2 separate regions of the Danio rerio genome follow, and region 2 is linked to region 1. Evidence: chromatin contacts called from public HiChIP or PLAC-seq data. All regions are on one chromosome and are shown on one strand. The core of a region is the stretch at or near the end of the contact, and the rest is flanking DNA. Distances in the headings are between cores, read along the strand shown. Region 1 holds the start of nelfb (negative elongation factor complex member B). Region 2 holds the start of spaca9 (sperm acrosome associated 9).

The links. HiChIP or PLAC-seq counts read pairs in DNA pulled down with a chosen protein or histone mark.
Region 2: a contact with region 1 is called in an H3K4me3 HiChIP or PLAC-seq map of gastrula embryo, with 2.3 times the contacts expected there. The contact joins the promoter of spaca9 here to the promoter of nelfb in region 1. A contact is called at or near these places in 2 of 4 datasets of contacts at active chromatin or transcription factors (embryo and gastrula embryo).

The regions. Positions count from the first base shown.
Region 1 is chr5:30,179,610-30,185,325 of GRCz12tu, forward strand. It overlaps nelfb (negative elongation factor complex member B), which reads right to left and starts at 2,420. Exons shown (of 13, transcript NM_200168.1): 1 at 2,150-2,420. The coding sequence starts at 2,251. It overlaps LOC141385820 (a long non-coding RNA gene), which reads left to right and starts at 3,841. Exons shown (of 6, transcript XR_012406887.1): 1 at 3,841-3,897; 2 at 4,218-4,330; 3 at 5,290-5,416; 4 at 5,591-5,676.
Region 2 is chr5:30,294,225-30,299,940 of GRCz12tu, forward strand. spaca9 (sperm acrosome associated 9) reads right to left here and starts at 2,304. Exons shown (of 4, transcript NM_001045430.1): 1 at 2,250-2,304; 2 at 1,850-2,012; 3 at 1,191-1,393; 4 at 299-1,000. The coding sequence starts at 1,993. The coding sequence ends at 685. It overlaps ak8 (adenylate kinase 8), which reads left to right and starts at 2,394. Exons shown (of 14, transcript NM_001020644.1): 1 at 2,394-2,472; 2 at 3,429-3,568; 3 at 3,650-3,734; 4 at 4,560-4,609. The coding sequence starts at 3,485.

The sequences.
Region 1 (5,716 bases), core at 1,170-3,669:
TCCATGTGAGATCAATTAGTTTCAATTTATGCATTGGTTATTTATCCAAGGTCTACTAATCAGATGGGGCCTTAAAAACTTTATACCGCCCACCCCAGCAGTTGCTGTTCTGCTATTAGTTATGCTATTGCTAATCAGAGTCAGAATATCTGCTGAGGATTTCACTCATTCATAGTGTTTTAAAATGTTTGCATCTTGACACAGTTTTTTTGTTTGAATTAGAATTGATTAGACCTAAATATCTTTTGCCTATTTATTTTAATAACACTAAATGAATTATTTTAAAACAGCTAAAAAATAGCATTTTTCTAGGAAAATGTCTTTAAAAAATGATGCGATTCTCAACAACAATAATGCATATTTTCCAGCCCCAGTTAGAATAATCTCAAAACAAGTTTAATCTCATCCTCAAACTTATTTGCCCATGTAAATACCTTTAAATATAAATGTATAGAATTAATATGAATTAATAAAACCTTTACGAGTTTGTTTCTTCTGTCCAGCACAAAATAGGATAATTTGAAAATTATTAGAACTGGTATAGGAATAATTGGAAAATAACCAATAAATTTGTAATCATTTTCACTGTCTTTTGAGGTATGGTTGAAGTATACTTAATATAGAGCACTAGATGTACTGACAAGGATTTATAGTAAACAATCATTTACATAAAACTTGAATGCATGTTCTACTCTATTTAAATATATTTGTAATTACAAATCATAAACGATGAAGTTAGAACAATTAATATATTTATTTTAAACGTAATATTCAATAAAACATTTTTGCCAAAGTAGACTTAAAATATTTATCAATTATGCTTATGATGTAAATAATATTAAAACTACTCTAAATTATGTTCATTTATTTAACGTGTACTTTAAAGTAAAACTTTGAATTTGACATTTAAAAGCTGCCATAAAGTTTACTCTCTTGCATGATGTGGCCTTTTATGTAATGGTAAAATTACTTTATCTGCATGTACAGCTTTTAATTGTTCAACAGAAATAAGAGTAGACAAAAAGTGCATGCTTAATCAAGTTTAGTGCACTTATACGATATGTTTCTTTATTTAATCAGATAAAAAAAACAATTGAGATCAAGATATCATTTACAAGGGTGACCTGGCTAGGATGTCAGCAACACACGACTTATGAAAAAAAAAAAAAGTAAAAAGTAAAGATTATATAAAAAATACAGTTTAGTTATTCAGCCATACCACATTATAATATGTTAAAAACACATACATTGGAAATGGACTGTTGATGTTTGTTATAAAGATGGAGATAAAGAGCGAAAAGATTTAATTGGGATGAGCTCAGACATTTTCTGTTCAGACTGAAGAGTATTCCAGGATAAAGGCTCGCCTCCCCATTTCAGTTCGAACCCGTGAAACAGTCAAATGATAAGATTCACTTGAACGTAGGGCATACTGGCTTTTTGACCTATAAAAAAAGGGAACTTAGGTAAAAAGACGCCAGACCCAGAAAAGCCTTGTAGACCATAGTCATCCAGGGGGTGTACCTTCTTACATTCAAAGAAGGCCACTCAGCTTTGGCATACAGTTCACAATATTGAGTTAGTCTACGACAGGCAGCAACAAACCTCAAAGGCTGAGTTAAGGCTGAGGACATTTGGTTGAGGCATTCATATATAAAACATCACCATTATCAAGCAATGACACAAAGTATTTAAGAGCTTTAAGAGAAAAGCAGGACCCCTTTTTTATATTAAGACCCAATCTTACCTCTTAAGCCTAAATACTTTTTTTTAAACAAGAGTAAGCATTAAGTATTAATACTTATTTCTCAGTTATCAGTACGTTCAAGTTATGAGGTTCTAAAAAGGAATTGCTTAGGAGTAACTAAACGAGCTCAAGAGATATATTGCGGTGAGGTTATTATATATATTTTATTATTAGTTAATATTATTATTATATTATGCTCGTTATGTTATATATGGCAATATGTATGGTAACAGATTGTCAAATGATGAATTGCACAGCCAGACTTTAGATCCTCCCATTATAAACAATGAAGAAGACTGCAGCACGAGCGTGAGGTGCTTTAGGGCTAATGCAAGACATCAGATGAAAAATGTAATCACGAACATGACAGACAGGACATGTGTACGTTTGTAAAGATCTAACCTGAAACTGGTCGATTGCTTTGAGAGGTTCAGTACAGTTAGTCAGAGTTTCTTTCAGATCCTCTCCATTGGATATTCCCAGCTCCGGTAGCCCGGCGAACATTTTCACACGCTCTCTAAGTGAAGGCTCCACTTTCAAAACGATATCAAATTACATGCATTGACAGCAGAAATAACATAAATGTTGGCTAGATGTGCATTGCTCGTTATCTGTAAATCGCACACTTCCTGGCCGTGCAGCCTCGTCAACAGACTCTTGTTTCTGATACATCGTCAAAGGTTCCGGTTCAGAAAGGTTCCTAGTTGCGCTTTCAAGATCAAAGCCTCTGTGTGGACTACTTCCTGTGTGTAAAGGCAATTGCAGGTGCTGGTTGATCTGAGACAATGGAATCGAAAAGAAATGACATTCTAACAGAAATTATGATCAAGTTTAATAATCTAACACAGATGGGAGTAATAGTTCATTTAATGTGGGTTCCAGCGCATGTCGGTATTCAGGGCAATGAGGAGGCAGATAAAATAGCTAAAGAATCTCTACAACAAAATGAACCAATTAGACACATTTCACTAAGCAGAGCAGAAGGAAAAAGCCTAATCTTAGAAGCTTGTAATAGGAAATGGCAGAAAGTTTGGGAGTCCAATAACACAGGTAGACATTATCATAAGATCCAAAAAACAGTAAAGAAAAGCAAAATATCACATAATCTTAGTCGAAGAGAACAAGTTATTTTAACACGTTTAAGAACAGGACATACTTTTTTTTAAATCAAACATTACACATAATGGGGAAACATGAGACAGGTTTATGCAACACATGTCTAACAGATGAGACAGTAGAACATGTTTTAAAAAGGTGCAAAGCATATAAAAATGAGAGAAGAAACCTTAAAGAGGAATTGCAAAGTTTAGGATACCAGGATTTCACAATAAAGGGTTTATTAAAAGATGGTTTAGATTCAGGAAGACAAATAAAGGCAGTAATAAGGTTCATTAAAAATAGTGGATTATACAATAGAATTTAGGAAACCAGTTCAACCTCTTCACACTCCATCACAGTAGGTGGCGATATGCACCTTTAAAGTTGGTTCGCAACTCGCCATAAAACGAAGAAGAAGGTTGATCTGAGAGTGCATGATGAGTACATTCTACATTCTACTTTTTTATGTTCATTTTTTATTTCGAAAAAACAAACATTGTTTCAGTCCAAAAAGTTACATATCATTATTTTTGTTGTTGTTGTTGTTTTTACAAGAGAAGAGAAAGAAAATAATAATAATTATAATAATAATACAACTAAAAATTAATAATAATAAGAAGAAGGGGAAAAGACAAATGAAAACAAGAGTAATAAAAGGGTACAGAAAATTACAACTAGGTGAATGCAGACATTCAACAATCACAATTAAATGTTCAGATACGTTGTCAATGTTGAAAGTCAATTTTTACATTTAAAAAGTATGAGATAATAATAGTGGAAAACAAACACAAATGTAATTACTACACAGCAAATTCATCAGAGTTAAATTCTCGGTGTTGAAGCATTTGAGAGTAAAGTGTTGACGTTAAAGAGTTAGATTTTGATAAATGAATATAATTAGAGTTAGAATTTATTTTATTCAGTGCGAAATCAAGGAGTTATCTTTTCAACACTTGGTGGTGTTATTTCCAACATCCGGGAATTCATGCAGCCCCAGTCACTGAAGAATTTTCCAGACGCCATTTTCCATCTGAGGTTTAGAACAGCAACTGGTGAGTCAAACTACCTAAATGTTGGTATTTTACTGACTTTCTTTAAGGAAATACAGTTGTAAACATGTTGTTAAGTTAATAACTTTAGAATGGAGTGACAATTTTAAACGTCTGCGGTTCATTCATGGTCGTTTGTGTATCTAGCTTAACTGCATTACTATTGAGTTCTTTTCAAGAATGTTTTTATATATGCTCACGCATACATAGTGCATAAAAACATCAAATGTACATGTTCAACACATTTCTGTCACGCTTAATGCCATTTTGTGCGTTGTTACCCATCTGTAAAATAAAATCGACACTTCTCCTTTAATTCCAAGCAAACTAGCGAGGGATTCACCGGAGCCGCCTAACGTTAGCCTACTCTGCCCGGATGCTAACGGCAACACAGGACGGTTTCCATAAGCTCTGGAGAGTTTCTAAAACATATCTGGTGAGTAAATGAACATATGCTTACTTGTAAAAGGCTTCCTGACTGAAACAAATGATTGTTTGTTATTCGTGTACGTTAATTTGGTTATTTTAAACACCGCGGCCCTTTTAAACTGGTTCATTCGTGGCCGTCCATATACCGTTAGTTGATAGACTCGCGTGATAACGTAACGTTACGCTTGAATTATATTGAGTGTTGACAACCATTAAAGTCGGAATGTTAACATTAATGTCTTTAAATGACCGCGTTTGCACTTTATCAGACATTTAACGTTACAGAAGTCTCCCGGAAGTTGCGGGACTAACGTTAACGTTATCCTGCAAATGCACAGAGACTCCCAGATGCCCAAGTAGATGCCCGCAAATAAATGATCATCTCCCGGAAATCGCGCGTCTCCCGCCCGGTCATTAAACACTTTGCACGCCCCTCTCCACCGCATCCCTCCCAGCTCTTCAGGTACGTCGCGCGCAAGTCACCCCCACCGCTCTTCAGGTACGTCGCGCGCAGCTCATCCCATTGCTCTTCAGGTACTTATCTCTCCCGCTACCTCCCGCAAATCAACTCTGTATCCCCCGAAAATGACTTTTCTCAACTCGGGATGTCTGACGTTAGTAAGTTAGGCTATTTCTGTAGTCAGGAACATCTTAGTCAAGCTTTTTCTCCCGCATGATATTGTGCTTAAAACTAAAGGCTAAACTTAGCATGTACTGTACACAACATTTCCGTTTTATTAGTGCGTTGTAAACAGCCACCTGTCTGTAAAATTAATCAACTGATTCATATTTGAGCAGCCTAATGATGATACAGGTTTGATTTGTAGATTTATTATCAATAATCAACATCTGAATTAAAAGATATCTGAAAAAGTGTGAGGCATACTTTGTGATATTCATCTCTCTTTTTTTATCTGAAGGTTATGCATATGTGTTAGATACTAATGTGTTGTTGTTTTTTAACAGCCACAGTTCTCTGTACAATAACACAAGACCCTGTGACAGTGGCTGATTAGAGACGGATGGTGCATTTCCAGAGTTGGTGAAATGACCAAGCACACCTTCTTGGTCATATGTGGTGATAATAATGAAGGTATGTTTGATAAAGTTCTGTATTTGTTTCACAATAAGCTGAGAGGGTATTAGAGCATTAGAGAATAACAAATGACATGAAGGTGATAAGTTTTGTATTGTGGGTGAACTGTTACTTAAATAATGTTTTGCTCTGCTTTGCACTTTTCCTCTTCTGCTTATCCTAATATTTTAGATTATATTTGGACCTGAAACATCTGCTAGACTCCAGTAAAGGTGGCCTCAATACTGGACCTGAAAGGGCCTAACAAGTTGAATCTGGTAAAGAAACACGCACACACACACACACACACGCACACGC
Region 2 (5,716 bases), core at 1,054-3,553, 110 kb after region 1:
GCATTTAAATAGTCTTTTTAACTCTTTTTATGCTTTAACAAACAAATGGATGCATAAATCTATTTAACTGATTATATTTAAATTAAGTTACAACACCAATGCAACATTAGGAACATTAGTGAATTGAAAATAGCTCTCAACGGAAGTTCATCATTGGCAACACTATAGGCATTGGACGATAACCGTGTTCAAGGTATAACGTGGTTTGGAAAAGTCAAGGTTTTAAAACCGACAAAATTCTGATAAACTGTTCCTAAGGTATGAATAAGATTTAATTTTACTTTTTTTTTTTTTTTTTAGGACTGCAGAATCTCATGCAGAAAAGAAAACAAAATCTGTTTTTGAAACTAATGAAAACAGCAGAAGTCAAATCATTTGAATCATTTGAATTAGCCTAACATGTTTACTGTTCCAAAATATTTAAAAATGTTTCTTAAGTTAAAATATATTGTGTACAAAAGTTAAAAAGGATATGTTTTTTTTACCCAGACATGTAAAAAAAATAGATTTGAGAGCAGTAATTTTGAAACCGTGAAACCGTGATATTTATACCCAAGGTTATAATACCATCAGAATCTTATACCGGCCTATGCCTACAACACTAGCTGTGCATATAGCTCATTGTGAATTTTATAATACTTGGTGTGAGAACTAAGAACAAAACATCTGTAAATATCAGTTTTTTTATCTCCTTGTGTTTCCGGGTGGCTTCCAGGCTGGTTTTCCTGCATGCCAACCACCAGATCCTTTTTTCTTCTCTGAGGACTTACTTCTCTGGTGCTTACTGGTGTCTTTTTCAAGGCTAGCATCGATCCCGGTTACAACATTCTTTGTCAACGTTTGATTAGGTGTTACTGTAGATGCTGAACTTAGACGTTTTGCACTTCCTCTGATGTAGGCAGCGAGAAGGTCCAAAGTCAGTGGAATAATGCTCACAATCCCACCATAGAAATTTCTTGCTTCATCACAGCTCAGCCGGTTGATCACATTGTGTGGATAGCTGTAAAGAAAGGGGATTAAGTCAAATAATAAGCAATGATTCTTGGGAGCCTTGAGCATTATGTTACCATCTGATTTTATTTAATGAGACTCCCGCATCCTTAAAGTGGGTTAAATTCTGAAGGTTAATCATTCAGACAGCAATTGTTTATATTTATGTAAGAAGTAGTGTAATTTTACTTTTACTTAACTGTGCCCTTTGCTGACTGATGTTGCTGCTGGGGTTCAGGAGCTCTTTGCAGGTCTCCAATCCCTCACATGAAGTGTTTCTGCTGGACACTGAGGACTCCAGTTGTTTTAAAACACCTCCAAGATCAGAAATAATTTCCAGAAAGAGTAAAAAGATGCTCCTGTCAGTTGAATTGCTGCAATGGTGATTCATGTACTTTTGGACCTGCGGAAAAACAATGTTTTTTATTTGTTTAAATTTTACATTATTGATACATGCAATACATATTATTTAACAGTATTGAACCAATAATATATACACTACCGATTATAATTACACAAGTTTGCTGTAAGATTTGTTTAAAAAAAAAATTAAAAACAGATTTTAATAATCAATTCTTTACAAATTCAAAAATGAACTAATGAATAAAATTTCAGTGTCTTTAAAAGTATGCATAGTTACTGCAACCAACAATAAAATAGTGGGTTGTTACTTGAAAATATTTGCAGTTTAATTTCCACCAGGTTAACATGATAATAAATTATGCTTAAAATATTAACATGCCATTCTTACAATTAACAACAGTTCGCTTTGATTACTCCCATTTTTCAATAATCACAGCTTTACTGGGTGCCGTGGGAACTGTATGACTTTATAAAACTGTTAATAAATCATAATGACCTGTTTTATGGTGGAGACAGGCTCTGTTCTGTCCCTTGCATGTTCTCTTGAGCGCTCCAGAGCATTTATAAATATAAACTGTTGTTGTTTGAAACGTTTATATTTCTGCTCGAGGGAAAGTAGCTGCTGTCTGACATCAGCCATCTCGGTTAAATTGCTCAACCTGTTGAAGATGAATAACGTTACAGTAGTATTAATATACAGAATAAACGAAGTACTGTTCATAAATAGGAGTAACGTTAACGTTAATGTAATTACCTTAAGGATATTCTACTACGGCTAAAACTTAAAAAAAAACTTTGTTGTAAAACTAAAGAGCGGGCTTTTTCACGGAATGTAACTTTAGCCCAATTGTGTCTTCAATTTGTCAAATATTCACATGTACGTTATTCGAACTTACCTGTATTAATACTGAAGCATATCAAATACCTGTACAATCGGTGTCTTCTTTTTCTGTTTCGCATATGTTGCGTAGCAACTAGAGTTGAAGCTCGCACTCCCTCTGTTGGTGCTGAATGTGATCTGCTCATCAGCTACACATGTTACCAAGGGCAACGACAGCAACAGCTGCAGTGAGAACGCAAAACAAACTAGCCACAGCTAACGTTAGCCTACATTTCAAGGTAACTTTATATATTTTTGTTCTTCATTTTCCTTTGAACAGATAACCACATTATGCTATTTTTAATCAAATAAACGCATCGTTTGCGTAAATTCCCCTTTTGTGAGGGAGCAAAGCTAAGTAAACTATTAGCCTAACTTACATAAAAAATAAACTTTGGTAACGTTACAATACCTGAAAAAATACGTTACTTACTGAGCACATCTTAAAAGAAACTAACATTATATACTTTATACTAGAACATGTTCGGTACATACCAGTATTTATGTATTAGATACATAGTATAGGCTCATATATATATATATATATATATATATATATATATATATATATATATATATATATATATATATATATATATATATATATATATATATATATGAGCAATTCCATGAAAATGTCAACCTTATCATGAAAAAATAAACTTTTGACCAAAATAACAAAACCTATTTCAATTTGCTTATTAGGGTCTATATTTTATTGTTATGATGTGCTCTTGTTGAATTTTTAAGAAAATTGTTTTGTTTATCCATGAAATATGAGGATTGTGCCAATGCTAATTTTCATTATCATCCAACCACTTTTTATATATATATATATATATATATATATATATATATATATATATATATATATATATATATATATATATATATATATATATATATATATATAATATCTAATGATTGAGTGTAATAGTATCTAATAAATAATAACTAATATCTAATGAATAAGTAGTTCTTTTAAAATGTGCTCATCACTTTTTCATTAGGTAAGTTACCAGAGTTCATCTAGTATCTTTTTTTAAGTTTTACTCAGAACATAGGCAACCAGTTTCAACAAATTAATTTAAAAAGTAGTAAATATTTTAGTAGTAAATATTTTACTGATTACCTTACTGTTTTCTGCTTTTTATACATATAAACTCATAAAATGCTAATTTCTTTGTAAACCAAGACACATTTTTAGCCTTCCTTTGCTGACCTCTCGGTGTCTCGTGGAGCATTGCAGTGATGGATTCAGCTGAAAGGCCCCTCAGAATCCCCCCTGAAATGGTCATTTATGCAGAGAAACATGACATATTTCACCTGATCCAGGTAAAGACATTTGTCTATACAATGTTTAAAAAGTTAATCATCTACAAGACAATAGTGTCTAAATGAATTATTAATTTGCAGACACTAGTGAGAAATCTGATGGTGGACAAACCAGATGATCCCATTCAATACCTGATTAACTTTCTGGAAAGGGACAATGTTGATGGTAAGATTTGTGTAATTGTGCCTGAATCCTTAGAAATGTTTATTATTTAATACAAAGGAATTCAAACTGTGGTCTGGGAACGACCAGGGGGCCACATGAGATGTCAGTGAAAATGTTAGAGGTCATTAAAAAGCATAAAAAGTCCAAATAAAGAAGAATAATTAAAAAATTATTGAATTAGTAAAAAATCATAATACTCATAAGACAATTAATACCTGATTATTGAAGTAATACAGTGATTAAAGTAAATAAAAAAAAGAACAAAATTAGTAAATATGTGTGAGAATTACTGAACTAATACTGCACCATAATAAAAAATGCAGTAATGAATCTAAATGTTTTGCCAGTGGACATTTAAAAATTATTTTAAATATTAAAATAATTAAATATTCCAATATATTAATTAATAAAGTATGACTAAAAGATTCAATAATGTGATGTAATAGAAACAAATTATTTTACAAATAGGTTTCAAGACTCTTTTACGCTTTGTGTATTTACATTTAGGATGTAAAATGTAAAATAGCTCCCTCACTAGTTTTAGGTCCCTCGCTTGAGGATGATAATATTTGGGTTACTAACACATTCTTATAGTAATACTGTCATAACCACAAGATGGCGTAGTTGCACATGATATCAAATAAGACGAGTTTACAAAATGAAGTTGAAGGAGCAAAAAAATTCCGGGTAAAAAGACACTATTGATTATATAACTTACTGCTAGCTTTTTTGTTATCGACTAGAAGTACTTTAAGAGTCTTCATCTTACATCTATAGTTTATTGGAGATGGTTCATTGATTAAAATATATGTATATCTGTTTCAGTTCCTAGAATCATATTACTGGGTCCTCCAGTATCAGGGAAAAGAACCGTAGTAAGTGCATCATTTTTAAATAAAACATAATTCAATTTTTTTAGTAGCTAATGTTAATTCCTAGGCTTATAATTAATGTTTGTCTTTTAAAGTGACATCTAGCATTGTAGTTGCACACACACGCACACAATCTGCATTTTTTTTGTTTCTTAGTCTGTAATTTTATTGTTCTGTCTTGGAATTTAATGATAAATTGATTTATATTAATCAGATAATCATCACAGTTACAACATCAGACCTTACACATTACAATACAGCTAATTGTTTAGCATCAATTCTGTAAACCATTAATGTTTTCATTTCTACTGAGGTAAAGTTAGTTTTTTATTCACAAATTCACACTCTCCATAATAATATAATTTCACAATAAAACTCTTTGTGGGTGGCGCCGTGGGAAGTACGTTTACCCCACAGCAAGAAGGTCACAGGTTTGAGCCTTGGCTGGGTCAGTTGGCAATTCTGTGTGGAGTTTGCATGTTCTCCCCGTGTTCACGTGGGTTTCCTCCAGGTGCCCCGTTTTCTCCCACAAATCCAAAGACAGGCAGTATGCTACTACAACAGGTGAATTGGTAAGCTAAATTGTCCGTAGTTTTTGTGTGTGAATGAGAGTGTTTCTTAGTGATAGGTTGCAGCTGGAAGGGCATCCGTTGCGTAAAACATATGCTGGATAAGTTGGCAGTTCATTCCACAGTGACGACCCCAGATTAATAAAGGGACTAGGTTGCAGCTGGAAGGGCATCCGTTGCGTAAAACATATGCTGGATAAGTTGGCAGTTCATTCCACAGTGACGACCCCAGATTAATAAAGGGACTAAGCTGAAAAGAAAATGAATGAAAAAAATTATTTGCAAATTCTAAAGAGTGAAATCATATTAGCAGCCAATGACGATCAAAGTACAACATTGTTCACAGTCAAATACACAGTGCTAATGTTTTTTTCAAGTCATATTTTTATGTTATTTCCGACCGAATATTCAAAGTACCATGGTAAACAATATAGGGAGCGTGTCACAAGTTATCACTGAATGATTGTGCGAATATAAAACCAACTTTACCTCATTTTTATTTAATTTCTGTAATTTTACTTCATTTTATAGGCTGTTTCTC